2 separate regions of the Mus musculus genome follow, and region 2 is linked to region 1. Evidence: chromatin contacts called from public Hi-C data. All regions are on one chromosome and are shown on one strand. The core of a region is the stretch at or near the end of the contact, and the rest is flanking DNA. Distances in the headings are between cores, read along the strand shown.

Evidence for each region. Hi-C and Micro-C count contacts between places; a contact is called where the count stands out from the background.
Region 2: a contact with region 1 is called in a Hi-C map of cortical neurons, with 2.3 times the contacts expected there. The contact joins the promoter of Ube2e2 here to the enhancer-like site in region 1. A contact is called at or near these places in 7 of 39 promoter capture datasets (the 3T3-L1 cell line, 3T3-L1-derived adipocytes, the HPC-7 cell line and 3 more), 1 of 484 Hi-C or Micro-C datasets (cortical neurons), 5 of 115 datasets of contacts at active chromatin or transcription factors (embryonic forebrain, embryonic stem cells, neural progenitor cells and 1 more) and 2 of 9 other capture datasets (adipose tissue and liver).

Annotation. Positions count from the first base shown.
Region 1 is chr14:18,755,757-18,763,433 of GRCm38.p6, reverse strand. All of the region lies in intron 3 of Ube2e2 (ubiquitin-conjugating enzyme E2E 2), which reads left to right. Among named protein-coding and RNA genes, the nearest start is that of Gm22499, 55 kb to the left of the region's middle. Within about 2 kb of position 4,248, at least 25 of the 459 cell types and tissues checked have an H3K27ac peak or open chromatin away from gene starts, as enhancers often do. A contact at or near this core is called in cortical neurons and neural progenitor cells, where this site is marked.
Region 2 is chr14:18,889,057-18,896,733 of GRCm38.p6, reverse strand. It overlaps Ube2e2 (ubiquitin-conjugating enzyme E2E 2), which reads left to right and starts at 2,963. Exons shown (of 6, transcript NM_144839.2): 1 at 2,963-3,149.

The sequences.
Region 1 (7,677 bases), core at 2,999-5,498:
TGGCAACGTTAAACTGGTAAAAGCATGATTCAGGACAGAAAATAGTACAGTTTGGGTTTTTTTTGTAATTTCTTAAGTGAACATGTACCTTACTTTTAAAGTAAATTTAGGTCTAACAGAAAATGTACACAGTCCAAGTAAAATACTTGATTCCTCCTGAGTTGAACACACCAGGTACCTCCTTCTGAACAGACTGTGGTAGCTCCTTCTTAGGCCTCTCTGTCTCCTCCTGTGTATTCTACAGAGTAGCATTCTGGACTAAAATGCTGCTGAAGATATATTTCTTCTGGCAAATACTTAAACTTTCCTTTACCCAGAAGTTTCTGTTACCTAGAACAGATTGTGGTTGCTTTGTAGCACACAAGTTACCACCCCCCTTCAAGAGACCCCAGATTCTTTATTTTATTTTATTTATTTGTTTGTTTGATTCTTTATTTTATTTTATTTATTTGTTTGTTTGTGTATGTATATATGTATGTATGTATGTATGTATGTATGTATGTATATTGGTTTTTGAGACAGGGTTTCTCTGTGTAGCCCTGGCTGTCCTGGAACTCACTTTGTAGACCAGGCTGGCCGTGAACTCAGAAATCCGCCTGCCTCTGCTTCCTGAGTGCTGGGATTAAAGGCATGTGCCACCACACCCAGCGAGACCCTAGATTCTTGAAAAGCCTCCAGGGACTTTGTGCAGAAGCCACATAGTCCACAACCCCTGTGGACTTTAGTAAGCAAACCAGACCTCCTGTAAAACAGCTGCAGACCTCACAGTCATCATAGTTGGTCATTGGTGGGATTTTGGGCAGATTTTTATGGAGTAGACTAATGTCAGAACTTTTGAAATGTTCAGATGCACATGAGAGTAATTCTGCCTGGCAGCTGCCTTCACCTCTGCTTTCCATCAACTAATTCACATTGTTTCTTCCTGGGGTTGGGGATTTAGCTCAGAGGTAGAGTGTTTGCCTAGCAAGCGCAAGGCCTTGGGTTCAGTCCTCAGCTCTGGAAAAACAAAAACAAAAAACAAAACAAAACAAAACAAAAAAAAACCCGTTTCTTCTTTAAGAAGAAGTTGTTCTTTTCTTAAAGAAGTGAGTGGGTGGTGAGGGTTGTGAATTCAAGCTTGGGTGGCAATGAGACAGCAGGGGAGGTAAATGATGCAGTCTAGTGACTGCCCATAGGTCCTATTCTGGGATGCTAAGCAGCTTATCCAAATGTCAGTCCAGTGTGTTTGCATTGCATCTCTCAGAACATTCGTCTGTTTACATCAAAAACCTTGGGTGCCTTGTGTCTCTGCTGACAGCCTTTCAGGCTCAGCACCCTAGTTGGTGACTGTCTTAGTTAGGGTTTTACTGCTGTGAACAGACACCATGACCAAGGCAAGTCTTATAAAAAACAACATTTAATTGGGGCTGGCTTACAGGTTCAGAGGTTCAGTCCATTATCATCAAGGTGGGAGCATGGCAGTATCCAGGCAGGCATGGTGCAGGAGGAGCTGAGAGTTCTATGTCTTCATCCAAAGGCTGCTAGTGGAAGACTGACTTCCAGGCAACTAGAGTGAGGAGCTTATATCCACATCCACAGTGACACACCCATTCCAACCAGGTCACACCTTCAGATGGTGCCACTTCCTGGTCCAAGGATATACAAACCATCACAGTGACTTTGTTCATATTTCTCTCCACTACTAAGCTAATATTGCCTCCATTCCCCAAGTGTGTGAGTCCTTTCCGTCCAGAGTTTTTATGGATCCCTGTGTAAAGCCTGGTGAACTGTTATAGCAATCAAACTGTCCTGATACAAAGCCATACAGAATCTCTCTTAAAACAGTTCTAAAATGTGACCATTACATAAGGAAGCAAACTTGTGTACTGATGTGGAAATAAATAAGCATTTATTTTTACATAAAGAATTGAAGCTTGGCTGAATATTTAAAATGGCAGGACACTGAGAGCATCTTCAATATTTTTCAGTGTTTGATCTGTGTTTTGATTTTATAGTTGTCAATGTTGATAATCCTGATTCACATAAATATATTATACAAAATGTCAGTATTGTTTTATGGTTATTTCAGAAATTACTGGAATGTAATCCCAATGGCATTCTATCTAACCCCAGGCAGTTTTAACACTTTTAATTCTTGAGCCTTCTTTTTCCCCCCTTAGTGAAAATCAAGTCAGAAACTCAAACAGTAATCCTTAAAGTCAAATTTATATTCTAATGTAATCCAATGGAAAGATATACTAATTTTTACTAAGGAATAATGGTAGGTGAACATTAGAAGTCTTTGTTGTCCATAGTTATCATTATGTTTCTATAAAAACAGAAAACTTTTTTGCTCGTGACTCAGGATGTTTTAGGCAGCATTAGTTGGTGTTGGTTTGTAGGAGCATGTACACAGACACGGGGCATGTTATGTGTTCAGAGCCTGTGTGGAAGCCAGGTAACACCACATGGGCAGGACTGTTGGAATTCTTACACTTTTGACTTTGGGTTTATTCTTGGCCATGGCATCTCCAAAACCTTTGCTGTTGCCACATTCTTTGCACCGCCTCCCCCCCTGCCCCCCCCCTACCACATTCAAGTATGACCCATATGGGATTCAGGGACTGGGGTGTAAGCTGGGATCTAGCTCAGTTGGTAGAGTACTTGCCTTCCTTGTACAGAGCCTTCAGTTAGATCCCTTGAACTGTGAGGTGTTTGGCTCCATCCAACATCCTAGCATGTAGAAGTTGGGGGCAAGTATCAGAAGTTTGATTTCAAGGGTAGTCTCTCCTTCCAATAATCCCAGTTGAGTCAGAACTCCTCAGAGTTCTGCTTTCTCTGTGATCCTGAGATTCTGGGTATGTCAGAGTTCCTGGGAGTCAAGTTGCCTCTGAGACCCTGAGATCCTGGTGTGACCAAGCTCCTGGGATACTAAGTTACTGAGCATGCTAGAACACCTTGGAGTGGTACTTCCTCTGGGGGCTGTGGGACTGTTCGGTGAATTTGACAAACACACACACACACACACACACACACACATACACACACACACCACACCACACCACACACGGGGTGGGGTGGGGATTAGTATCTTGGCCCCTTCCAGGTAGGTGGGTTTGCCATATCAGCAAATATTTGTTGAATGAGAATGAACTTGGAAAAAGTTTTCAAGTTTTGTAATTAAATGATTGTCTTGTGTATATGTATGTGTATGCATGCACATGAGCCACTGTGTATGTATGTACGTCTCATATCAGTCTGCCTGCCCATCTGCCTGTCAGAGGACAACTTACAGGAATCTGTTCTCTCCTTCAGCCGTGTGGTTCTGGAGATAGAACTCAGCTCAGCAAGCTTGGCAATAACTGCCTTTGTCCTCTGAGCGCTCTCTCTCTCTCTCTCTCTCTCTCTCTCTCTCTCTCTCTCTCTCTCTCTCTCTCTCTCTCTCTCTCTCTCTCTCTCTCACCTAGAAAAAGTGGGTGGGTTGTTTGTCTGTCTGTTTTATTGTTGTTTTTAAAGAAAATTTGTTGGAGAAGAAACTGTAAGGCACTATTGCTGAGAATTTACTTGTGCACACTCCCAGCTGGTAAATTACGTGATGGAAATCATGTCTTCATGCAGCACTAGCAGAGGAGAGAAGACATTTGCCCCAGCTGATTATCCTCCCAGCTGTTCTCACCACACAGGTGCAGTTCTGTCTCTGAATCTGAAGTTCACTGAGAATTGCCCCTGACTTTATAATGAGTTTAACTGGTGGATTGTAGCAAACAGAGAGGGAGATGGGAGCACACTCGAGTCCTGAAGCTGAGTTAGTTGTTCGTTCTTTAGAACTGACATTAAAATCTAGGAAACACTGACACTTAGAGCAGATTAATGACAGTGTTTTACCGAATTCAGCTGCTAACAGTACATTTTTTTAATGTATCATTTTGTTACCTACATTTTACTATATGTGGATTAAAAATAACATCACAAAACATTTTTCAGTTTCAATTGCAGTAATTACCACAAAATCATGTTTTAGATATCATGTACCCAAAAATGAATGTGAATGCCATGCATAATTACAGATTTAATAGTCATGGAAGAAAGTGGGTGTAGGAAGACTGTTGCTGAAGCTTAAGATTACACACATCAAAAATGAGAAACACCAAATGTTGAATTACATTAAACATTTAAATTGCCTTTGAGAATATCCTTCACAGTCCTTTCGGAGCAGCTGCTGTGCTGTATTGGATTCTTTTCAGTTCTGTACCTTAAAGCTGGCAGAGCCTCAGATACTTAGGGCAGATTGACAAAGACTTGAAAAGGGGAGGAGCTCCCAACAGCTGCCCTGGAGGCCTTGTCTCTCTGGAATACAATCTGTTCTAAGGTTATGTTTAGATGCCACTAATGCTGGGTTTCCCTCTCCCTAAAAGGCATTTTCTAGATGTGTTTCTTTTAAAGCTAGTAATAAATAGTGAAAGAAAAGCTGCCATGGTGTTTAGTTTCAACAATGACTAATCTATATGAGACATGGACATATAGTTCTCTTTGTTTGATTAAAATAAAACCTTCAACAATGTGGACACATAGCCTGTGTTTCTTGAATGTGTGTATTGCGTCACTGCATCCCAGTTACACACATGTGATGCAGCACCTGTCATTGCTCCTTTGGGTCCAGAGCTTGCTATCAGGCACTACTGTCACCCCAGCATCTGCAGCCTGCACAGTGGCACTCTCCTCCACATTGAGACATGGCTTCCTGTGTAGGACAGTGGGCAGTCCATGAGTGTAAAGCACCTCTGTGATCAAGAGTCTTGATGTCTTAGCTGCCAAGTTCCTGTTTATTAAGACATTCTGTGTTTCACTGAAGATTGTGCCATGCAGAGCATATAATAATATGTTCTCGTTTAAGTGCTCCAAGCTAGATAGTTTTTCCTCTAACATTATTAAACTTTAAAAATGCACTGATAACACTACAAGCATATGGGACTTCTCTATATTTTCAGAATTTTTAAAGTTGTCATGAACAACCATTGGAAAAAATACTTTATTCATTATTTATTTTAAAAATTACAAGTGTGTGTATGTGTGTGTGTGTGTGTGTGTGTGTGTGTGTTTGTGTGTGAGTGTCAATGTGAACATATGTGTATGGATGGCTAGTCGAGGATCCAGGCAAGAGTGCTGGATCCTCTGGAACAGGAGTTACAAGCAGTTGAATTACCCAACATAGATGCTGGAAACTGAACCCTGCTCCTCTGCAAGGACAATTTGTTCTTAATTGCTGAGCCAGCTTCTCCTCCCTACTTGGTTAATACCTTACTGTTTGACCTGCTTTCTATAAGAGAAGAAACAGGAACTTCAGCTACCATTAAGAAGAGCCGATAAGTGAGGCATGCTGGCACTAGCCTGTGATCCCAGCACTCAGAAGGCTGGAGCAGGAGGATCCTATATTCAAAGCTAGCCAGGGCTACATAGTAAAACCCTCTCTGGAACAGAATAGAATAAAAGCCCATAAGACAAAGGTTTATTACTACTGATGCTCCCTACAAAGAGGACGCTTAACCATAGGTTGGAAGTTTCACAATAGGCCAGGCTTCTTGGTACTAGAAAGGATTTTGAGATTTTTCCAAAGCTAAGTGAGATTTTTACAAATGTATTTGTTTGTATTTTATGTGGTTAAATATTTGCCTGCATGCATATATGTACACCATGAGCATCATGGCGCCCATAGGGACAAAAGAAGGCATGGGAACTGTAGAACAACAATTAACAGGCAATTGTGTACTGCCATGTTAGTTTTGGATCTGAACCAGGCTTTCAAAATCAGCAAGCGCTCTTAATCTCTGAGCCATCCCTCCAGTTCCCAGAACGGAGTTTTTACCTAACAGAGAACATCTTTGGAGAAATAAGTGTGTCATAATTATAAGGAGAAGCACAGTTTTAGATACCATGAAAAAGTCTTTGCCCTTCTAACATCTAGGTAGGCTGAACTATATAGGAAGAATGGGCTAGGCTCTGTAAGAAGCCTAGAGTGCTAAGATGGAGCTGAGATCCTGCAGCCTCCCTGGCCTCTGTGCTACCTAGATAAGTCTCAGAAAGGACAGCAATTGCTGAAGCTTCAGTGTGGTGTTTAGTTTCTTTAGTGTGGACTACAAAAGATAGCAGCCTTTCCGTAAGTTCTGTTGGGCTATATGTTTAAGTTAGTGGTTCTTAACTTGTGCATTGAGACCCCTTTTGGAGAATAAACTGTCATAAGGGTCACCTAAAACCATCAGAAAACACAGATATATACATTATGATACATAACAGTAGCAAAATTATAGTTATAAAGTAGCAAAAAAAAATAATTTTACAGCTGAAGGTCACCACAACATGAGGATCTATATTAGATCAACATGAGGTCACAGCATTAGGAAGGTTGAGAACCAGTGGTTTAAGTATTCAGGTCCTTGGTACCTAGTATATGTTAGGTAGATTAAGGGTTTTAAAGGGACACTATTGCCTAAGTTATATGGTAGAGTTACATTTCAGAGGTTTGAAGCATTCAGGTCCATTCAAGCCTTTGGTTCTCTGGAGATCTCTCAGTCAGCAGCTACTATTTCATAAAATAAATATCAACTAGTGAAATCTTCCAAGGAATAGAGAAAATAAGTATGGGAAGTCTGACCTGTGATCCTGCTGACTCTGTGATCTGTGAACACACATGGATCTTACCTGTGGCCCCTTCTGACTGCGTGCTATGTAGACACATGGGTCTGACGTGCAGCCCCTCTGACTCTGTCATCTGTGACCACAAAGTTGTCACAGGTACAAATTCTTCCTTTGAAACAGACCTTCAAAGACGGAGGAATCCACATAGAAGGAAAAGAGAAAACTCATGTCAAAAACATGTGACAAGAACATGTTTTCCAAGTAGCCTTTGTGGCTCTGTCAGAGCTTCTGTGTTTTTGTTTTATTTTGTCTTGTTTGTTGTTGTTGTTTGTTTTTTAATGACAGACAAGCCTGTTTAAATGTTCCTATAAAGTATGAACTTGCTCAAAGCCAAAACAAAACAAGTATAGGAAAATAAATAAATATAAAACAGTTTTGCTTGTAATATTTCCAAAGCCAGTGCTGCTTGAGGATATATATAAGCCCTGCTAATAAAATACTCTAAAATTTTGAGTATATTGTCATTGCAACATGTTCTGTGTAACAAACCTCTATTTAAAAAAAAAATGAAAGCTTTTTAATAACGCCATCAAAGATACTTTTGGGGGTAGGGGTTAACACCCTGAAGTAATAGTTGTGACTTTGGGGATTTAAAAATATAGCCTGTCAGAATTAAATTATACGTCTGAAGACAATTGCAGTTTCTATTTGTTTACATCCATCTCTTCTTTTGTAAAGCAGTTGTTAGGACACAAAGAAAACTGAAAACAAGACCTGAGTACTTAGTTTTATTTTTGTTTAGCAAAGGCAGAACAGCACTTCTTAGGTTCAGGTCACCATGCAGCAGACTACCCTAGCTGACACTGCCTGTACCAGAACCCATTCCTTATGTATGCATCCTTGCTCTTTTAATCTTATAACCCTGTGGTAATTGAGACTCACAGATATTAATAAAATATTAAATACATATCTAAGAAATTTTCCAAGGGTGTATAGTGAGTGGTGAACGCAAAGGTGGGCCCAGGTGCATGTTCCCTTCACTCACTGTGAAGGGTTAAGGTCAGA
Region 2 (7,677 bases), core at 1,714-4,213, 130 kb before region 1:
TGGGCTCGGGGTCTTTTCGCCTCTACAATCAAGCTCTCCAGAAGGATCTTCTCTGCAGAAGGATCCTGTTGCAGCGTCGTTCTTCCTGGCCAGTGGAGCGCGCGCGCAAGACAGTTAAGGGTTTCCACTGACTCCACAGTCCACACTTGCCCCAACCAGGGAATTAGAATGCAGTAAGTAGGGATGGGAAGATATAGACATTTCAGCAGACATTTCTTGAGGGCTTTATTTTGAGAATTTTCTATATGAGTTCAATGCATTTTCATCATATCCTACTTCTTGCCCTCTCTAAATCCTTCTCTTTCTCCACCCATATCCCTGTCTCAAATCCCCAGTTTATGTCCTCCCCTTCTGTAATTCACTTGCACAAAGGCAGACTACTGAGTGCAGGTAGACTTGCTTGTGTATGGATATGGATGTATAACTGACCACTAGGGTTTGGGCAACCTTTCTTGTCCCTGAAGAAAGCCAACCCTCCCTCAGAAGGCTTTGAATCCCTGTAGCTGTTCACCTGGAGGTGGGGCTTGTGATCCTACCCCCATCTATATTGGCATTTTGATCACTGTGGTTCTATGCAGACAGGCACACTTGTGAGTCTATAGGTGCCACATCCCTACTTTGTCCACAAGATGCTGTTTTGCTGCAGCCTTCCATATCTTCTGGTTCCTAAAAAGCATTCTTCGGCCTCATTGTATCTAAATCCTTAGATTTCCTTGTACCCTAAATCCTTAGATTTCCTTAGACTTCCAAGACTCCGGTCTTGGGGTGTAGGGGTTGTGTTAGAGATGCCACATTTTTGTAATAGAGACTCATTGCCATACATATACCTGGGACTTGACTGGCTGTTGCTTTCTGGAATAATGATCAGCAGACATTTTGGACAACAAGATCAGCAGAATTCACTAATGATCTAATGTAGAGTGTGAAACTGACAAGGATAAGAACAGGGAAACCCTGTGAGGCCTGGCTCTCCTCTTCATTCATAGTTATATCCCTACTACCTAGACTCAATAAACAAGAGCCTGGCCCACAGTATTTAGTATTCCTAGAATGAATGATAAGGGTGAATCGGACTTATAGTCCTGTTTTGAACTTTGAAAAATGCCAGCTAAAACATCTGCAGATGGACAAAATGCTGCTGAAACACAGTTTCAACAATGGCATCGAAGCTCTTCAATTCTATTCCCTGAGTGGAAGCTGACATCACAACATCCCCAAGCCCCACTGCCAGTGACAGAACAACAAAACGACTCAACAGTGGCTGGGGCAGAAGGGTGTTTTCTTATGAAACATTCATTGTAAGCCAACAGCACACACACAGAAGCATAGGCTACCAGAGGCAGGATGTAGAGTTCAGTGGCAGAACTTCTGTGCCTGCTTAGCCTGTTGAAGCCCTGGGTCAAATCCCAGCATCAAAACAAAACAATTTTTAAAGGGTTTCAAAACACAGTCAAGGCTCTGCTACTTCTGTATTCTTGAAACATAATCAGAAGAATGGGAATAGGCAAAGAGTTCATGAGGTTAAGACTGTCTATGAAATACTGTATTTGATCATATTCTAAATATGATGCATTTCTACTAATACACTGTACTATGTCGGAAATACACACACCATGAGACAGATTTAAGTGGCCACACAAACCAGAAAACCAGGTTTCACTCATTTCTAACTCTTCCTCTCATACATTCTTGAGCTGACATTCGTAAGGACAAAGGTGCTGTCATTTTTTTTTTCTCAGTAGTCAGTTCCAGGCTAGACATTACTAGCTGCTTTGGGCAGTTTTCAGTGATGTAATTGGTTAAAAGCCAGTTCTTGAATGTATCTCGTGGAAGCATTTTCTGTTCCAGATACAGGTTATGAGTCTTGTATTGCTCTAGTCTCTGGGGTCTTTTTGCACTAGTTGTTTAGGCTGCTTGATTGACTCAGAACTTCACATTCCCATGGTGGCCTATGGCATCTGGTAGGTTGGGTTTCCCATGGTTTCCTATGTATTGGCTAGCACTGTTCAAGTGATTTGGACCATACTTGAAATGGAGGTCTGTCTTTAGCCCTCTCTGCTGAGCAGGACTAGTGCATGGGCTCAGCCACTCCCAAGAATCCTCACAGAAGTTAAGAGTAGTCCTAGATCTCAGCGGTTATGATAGGCTGGAGGTGTTGTGTGTGTGTGTGTGTGGGTGGTGGTGGTGGTGGTGGTGGTGGTGGTGGTGGTGGTGGTGGTGGTGGTGGTGAAGTGAGTTCATGGGCGCTGAGTTAACAAAGCATGTGCAGGTTTTTGTTTTGTTTTGTTTTGTTTTGTTTTAAGTAGCTATTTTGGGCTACAATGACAGGGCAACCTTATATTCCTCAGGCCACCCACAGCATGGCTACTATCCCACCTGTGTCTTTCAGGCACAGTGGCAGCCTCCCACTTGCTCTGATAGTGCTGCCCCCTTCGTCCCGCCCCGCCCTCCCCAGCCTCCCAGAGTGACAGCTAGCAGCCCTGGACAGGACTAGGCACCGCAGGACCTTCCCTGCAGCAGTTAAGGGGTAAAATGTGGCTTCACCCGGGCCCACGCGAAGTTTTCCAACAGCGGTGCAGGTGGGTCCTGCGCGAGCACGAGCTGGTGGTGCAGGTGTGTGTGTGTGTGTGTGTGTGTGTGTGTGTGTGTGTGTGTTCTCCCTACCCCTCATCCCAGTCCGCCGCACTGCACCTTATTGAAGCGCAACCCCACCCCTTAGCCCGCGTGTCCCTTTAATTCGTGCGCTCCTCAAGGTCCTCTCGTCCCTCCCTTCCCGCCGCCGTTGAGCCTCGATTTCCCTCCTCCCTTTCCCTTCGCCCTAACCCGCCTTTGCTCCGGCCCGCCCAGCCCAGGACTCAGCTGTCACTTTACTTTTGCGCGCGCACCTCACAGGTCCTCGAGCGGGCACGCGCCGGCGGGGGCGGGGCTAAATCGCGTCGCGGGCTCGCGGGCGCGACACCGCGAGGCCGACGTGGGGCTCGCGCTGTCGCGGGCTCTCAGGGCAGGCAGGGCGAGCGCGCGCTTGGGAGGGGGCGCGCGCGGACGGCGGGCGGCGGCGGCGGTGGCGGCGGCGGCGGCTCGCGGAGGCGGCGGTTTCACTCCCGGACTCGGCGTCGGAGCCGCGGCTGGAGCGCGGGCGACGCCGCGAGGTGAGTAGGTGAGGGCGGGCGGGCGTGGCCGCGGCCAGAGCCGCGGCGTGGGGCGCGCGGGGACCCCACGCGGCGAGGGCCAGCCCGGCGAGATCCCCGCCCCCGCCGCGGCCTCGGCTCGGGTGCGCGCCCGCGGCCCCGCAGGCCTCCCTGACCCTGCGCGTGTCCGCTGGGGCCCGCGCGCCCCTCCCCCGTCCCGCAGAGTGTGGCCGTCCTTCGCCCACGAGGACCTCTCCCCTCCCCTCCCGAGCCCACCGCAGCCAGGAACTAAGTCTCCGCAAAGTCCAGGATGGATGTCGCGGCGCAAAGTGCCCGGCTGTCCGGAGCTCTTCCCAAATTGCATAATTGCTACAGGAGGTGAGGGTGAGGGAGTACCCGCTGGGTGTGTGCGTGATGCCCCGGGGTGTGGGTTGTCACACTGGTCTTTTGTAATGCCCGATGCTTGGCACAGTTTGGCTCCGAAGCCAGTTTTCCTCTGGCTTCTCTGCAGCACCCACTGGCCTGATTGGAAACTGGATTACCCTTGTCCTCCCACCCCCACCCACCCCCTCTTCGCTACTAATGTTTTGATCCATTTGCCCTTTTCCAATTCTAATGAACATAAAGCCTGGCTTCTTGTGTCTCTTTTTCCACAACTAACCAGAAATGCCCCATCCATCTTCCCTAAAGGAAATTAAGGCCGCATTAGAGAGACATCATCACCCTGGGCTTGGTGGCAGCTCTTGGACTTATTTGCTGATTTGCAAGATTCTTATCCTCTAACCTTGTATTTTGTAATTTTGAGGGTCTACTTGAGTATTTCCATTTTAAAGTACAAAAGAATGTGCTAGGACTTACCTCTGATTACCTTACTGTTTTTAAGATTTTTTTAAAGCTCATCTTAGTTTTAAATCCTTGGATTTTGAAAAGCATGCTCTAGAAATGCAATCTTGGGAATCTAAATATTTGTCTTTCTTCAGGCAGTCAGGATGCTCCTGGGCGCTTGGCAGTCTTGTTTGTGGGTGATGGTGAAGATGGAGTGTTTTCATATGTCATACCTTGAGCTCTTTCCTCTAGGGCACAGCACTTCCCTCAATCAGGTGCTCCACTTTTATTTTCCAAATAAATATCTTTTCAGACACTTGGGAAGCTGGATAGCGCTACAGGTTTGGCGTATAATATAAAGTATTTTATGTTTTGGAAAAGTTCAGAAATCACAAGTAGAAAAACTGGTATGCCAATGCAAGTTCACATTTTCCTGTTGCAGCTGCACAAATGAATACTTGCTTTTCTAAGTTTTTAAAAATCATGACATTTGATGATTTGAATAGTAATGTGGACTTGAGTACTGTTGGTTTCATCGGTGGGATTTGTTTAGATCCGTAAGTTTTTCTGAAACACGCTAATTTCACTCACTATGTGCTGGGAATTTCCAGAGCCTGATGACATCACAGAGCACATAGTCAATAAAGCTCAAAAAGAATGAGTGTGTTTAAATACCTAAATGTAATATGTTTATATTTAGTTAGAAACTAAGGGTTACTTGAATCTGAAGTAAAAATATCACTTTAGGTGTCTTAAGATCTTTGAAACTGTCATTGGAGGATGTATTTGTGTTTAGATCCCTGGAATTTAGCTTCCTTCTAGGTTAGGGAATTAGCTCTTTAGGAATTAATTTTAAAATGCCAGAGAAGTTAATATGTAGAAGTTTTAATTCAGGGACCTACTCATTTTTACTTTAGAGAGACAAGGCACCAATTTTATACATAGTTCATTTGAGTGACCTGCAGAGGATTTCCTCTCATAAGAGTTAATTGTGCCAGAGTACACAATCATGTTGTCCCCTTTTTTCTGTAATCAAGGATTCAGAAAACACTCAGCAGAAAGTCTCTTAAGTCTTGACATTTGAATAGGAGATACAGAGCCTTTGTCTAAATGGTTTTATAATGCTTATCAGTGTTCTCAGGAGGATTTGTCATTTGTACGTAAAGATTTGGATCGGATAAGGTATCTTAGATCAAAAATAGAAATAATTTTTTAAACTGTAAAACTAGAGAAATTATGCTTCTGTTTAGCCATTTAATTGCTTTCTGGGGAAGTGTTCTGGTTGAGCCCAGGCCTTCACATATACGCTTGGCAAGGGCTCTAGAACTGAGCCATACCCCCAGACCTTTAATAGTAGTTTAGTAGTTTAATCTTCTGGTATTCTGAAGTAGTTGAGGAAATTTCAGTTTCAGATTATGGCCCATTACATCATTGCATAGTCTATTCAGTATTATATAGTTTACACATTACTAGGTGTGCACAAAAGAGTATTGAAATGTGTGCACTTCATGACTGATGCAGCACACAGCAGTCACAGCTGTGCTTGCAGTGTAAGGCAACTACTTTTCTAGAGTTCTTGTGTTTGCCATGTGATGGATTGCCTCAGGTTTAGGATACATAGAACAATTTCTCACTGATTTCACATCTCTTAAAAGTTTGCTCACAGTACCCTACCTTGAGAGCATCTAATCCTAAGAATGCTTCTTTCTGTTTCCCTGCTTATACATAAGCCTGCTTAGCTAGCATGCTATATAGCACATACTTACAAGGTTTTTAACTTTAGATATATTTTAACTCAAAGAAGCAAGCTGAGAAAGAATACAAATATTAAATCCAATAATAAGAATGTTAAAGTCAAATAAGAAAACCCAAGAAATATACTCAGGCTTTTAGAGCTAGACATGAAACATAGAGACATAAAATTTCGGTATTCTGTTAAGTGACTTTATTGCTCATAAAAGGTGTCTTAGCCGTGGGGAATGATGCTCTCCACTTACAAGAGAGAGGGAGAGCAGTCTCAATGTCCTGTGAGTGTGTGAGAGCTATTTGGACAGACTTACTGGATGTCATGAACAAAGGGACTAGGGATGAGGATGGTCATGTCATATGTAGTGTCTGTTGATGCTTTATCGCTGTGCTTCCTGCTTCTTCCAGTACTGTGCTGTGCATATTTGTCTTATAAGCTTCTCATAGAAAACTTTCAGTCTGTTAAAGGCCTGCATTTAGAAAAGCTACCATGGTTTTGAATAAACTCTAGGATGAGCTGATGGTGATGAATGTTGATCAGAAGTACTGGGTCATGCCTTTGAACTAGGTAATGATAATAATAAATTGTATTTGAAGTGTCTGTTTTTTGTGTGTACTGAAGTTTGCTCTTGACCATGTCAACAACAGTTTTATTTCAGTCTTAATTTAAGAGTAACCAAAATGGATCCTTTTCAAGAGGACTTTGGATAAAACTCTTTCTCTTTATCTCTTCCCTTCCCCATGTATGTGTGTTTTACCCTTGATGGTGGTGGTGGTGGTGGTAGTGCTGGTGGTGGTGATGACTCTAGTCACAGGCAGTCTCGTTTTTCAAAAGCATGTCTGAGCTGAAGCTATATGATACTCAAAGTGATTACTGGTGACTTGAGGCCCTGTAGAGTCTGAACATGACTTTTGTCAGTTTCATTCTAGGTCTGTCAGCTTGTTAGGTCATACAGGATGTGATAGTAAGGACCAACCTGGGGCTGATTATAATACAATGAGATTGGAGAAGGGCTATCCATTTCTCAGTGCATTTTTGTGTCACTATCTAGGTTATAACGGCTACCTAGGTATCAAAGTATTACGGGAATTGAGTTAGTCATCAGAGCTGCTCCAGGAGCATGAACTCAAAGCAAAGTGAATTCTGAACCTCTAGGGAGATTTCCTCCAGACTGGGAAAAAAGGAATCCTTCAGTGTCTCGGTACACTCTCTATCTGTTGTGCAACATGGTTGCCTAGTCGAGCTGGATCAGAGCCCACACCCTCCTAAGCTTCAGTTCTTATTTAGGATCACATGGTTTCTGTTCTGTTATCACAAAGGTTACTTAAAACAATTTCCCAGCTTAGAGGATTTTAAGCTTGGCTCAGCTCTAAGGATGTATTGATTGGATATTAGCGTGGCAGTACCACTCTCTCTCAGCCCTGTGCCTTTTTACACCGACTTGTCAGGACACTTTGCAGGTCTCTTTACCTGTCTGGACATCTCATAGCTGAGCCCAAAATGCTTCTCCCAGTGCCTATAAAAATTAGGCTCTCAGTCCTTTCTCTCCCCCCCCCCCCCTATTTAAAATACTTATTTTATATTCTGTGTATCGATGTTTGTTTGCATGTATGTCGTGCACCATATATATGCCTGGGTGCCGAGGGAGGCCAGAGAGGGTGTCATATCACCTGGAACTGGAGCTATAGCCCATTGTGAGTTACCATGTGTGTGTTAGGAATTGATTCCAGTCTCTCTGGAAGAGCAGCCAGTTTTCATAACCCCTGAACTCTCTCTCCAACCCCTTCTGGTTTATCTTGTGCCAGTTCTTTTGAGATATAATTTACCTTATAAAAGTAACCCCCTCCATTTTTGTAAATGCTGGCGGTTGAACTTTGCTGAGTGTGCACTGTCCAAAATGCCCCTCCAGCCCCAAGGCTGCCATCTTAAAAGGTATAACTTAGCCTAGGGATTGCAGGTAGCTCAATGGCAGCACCT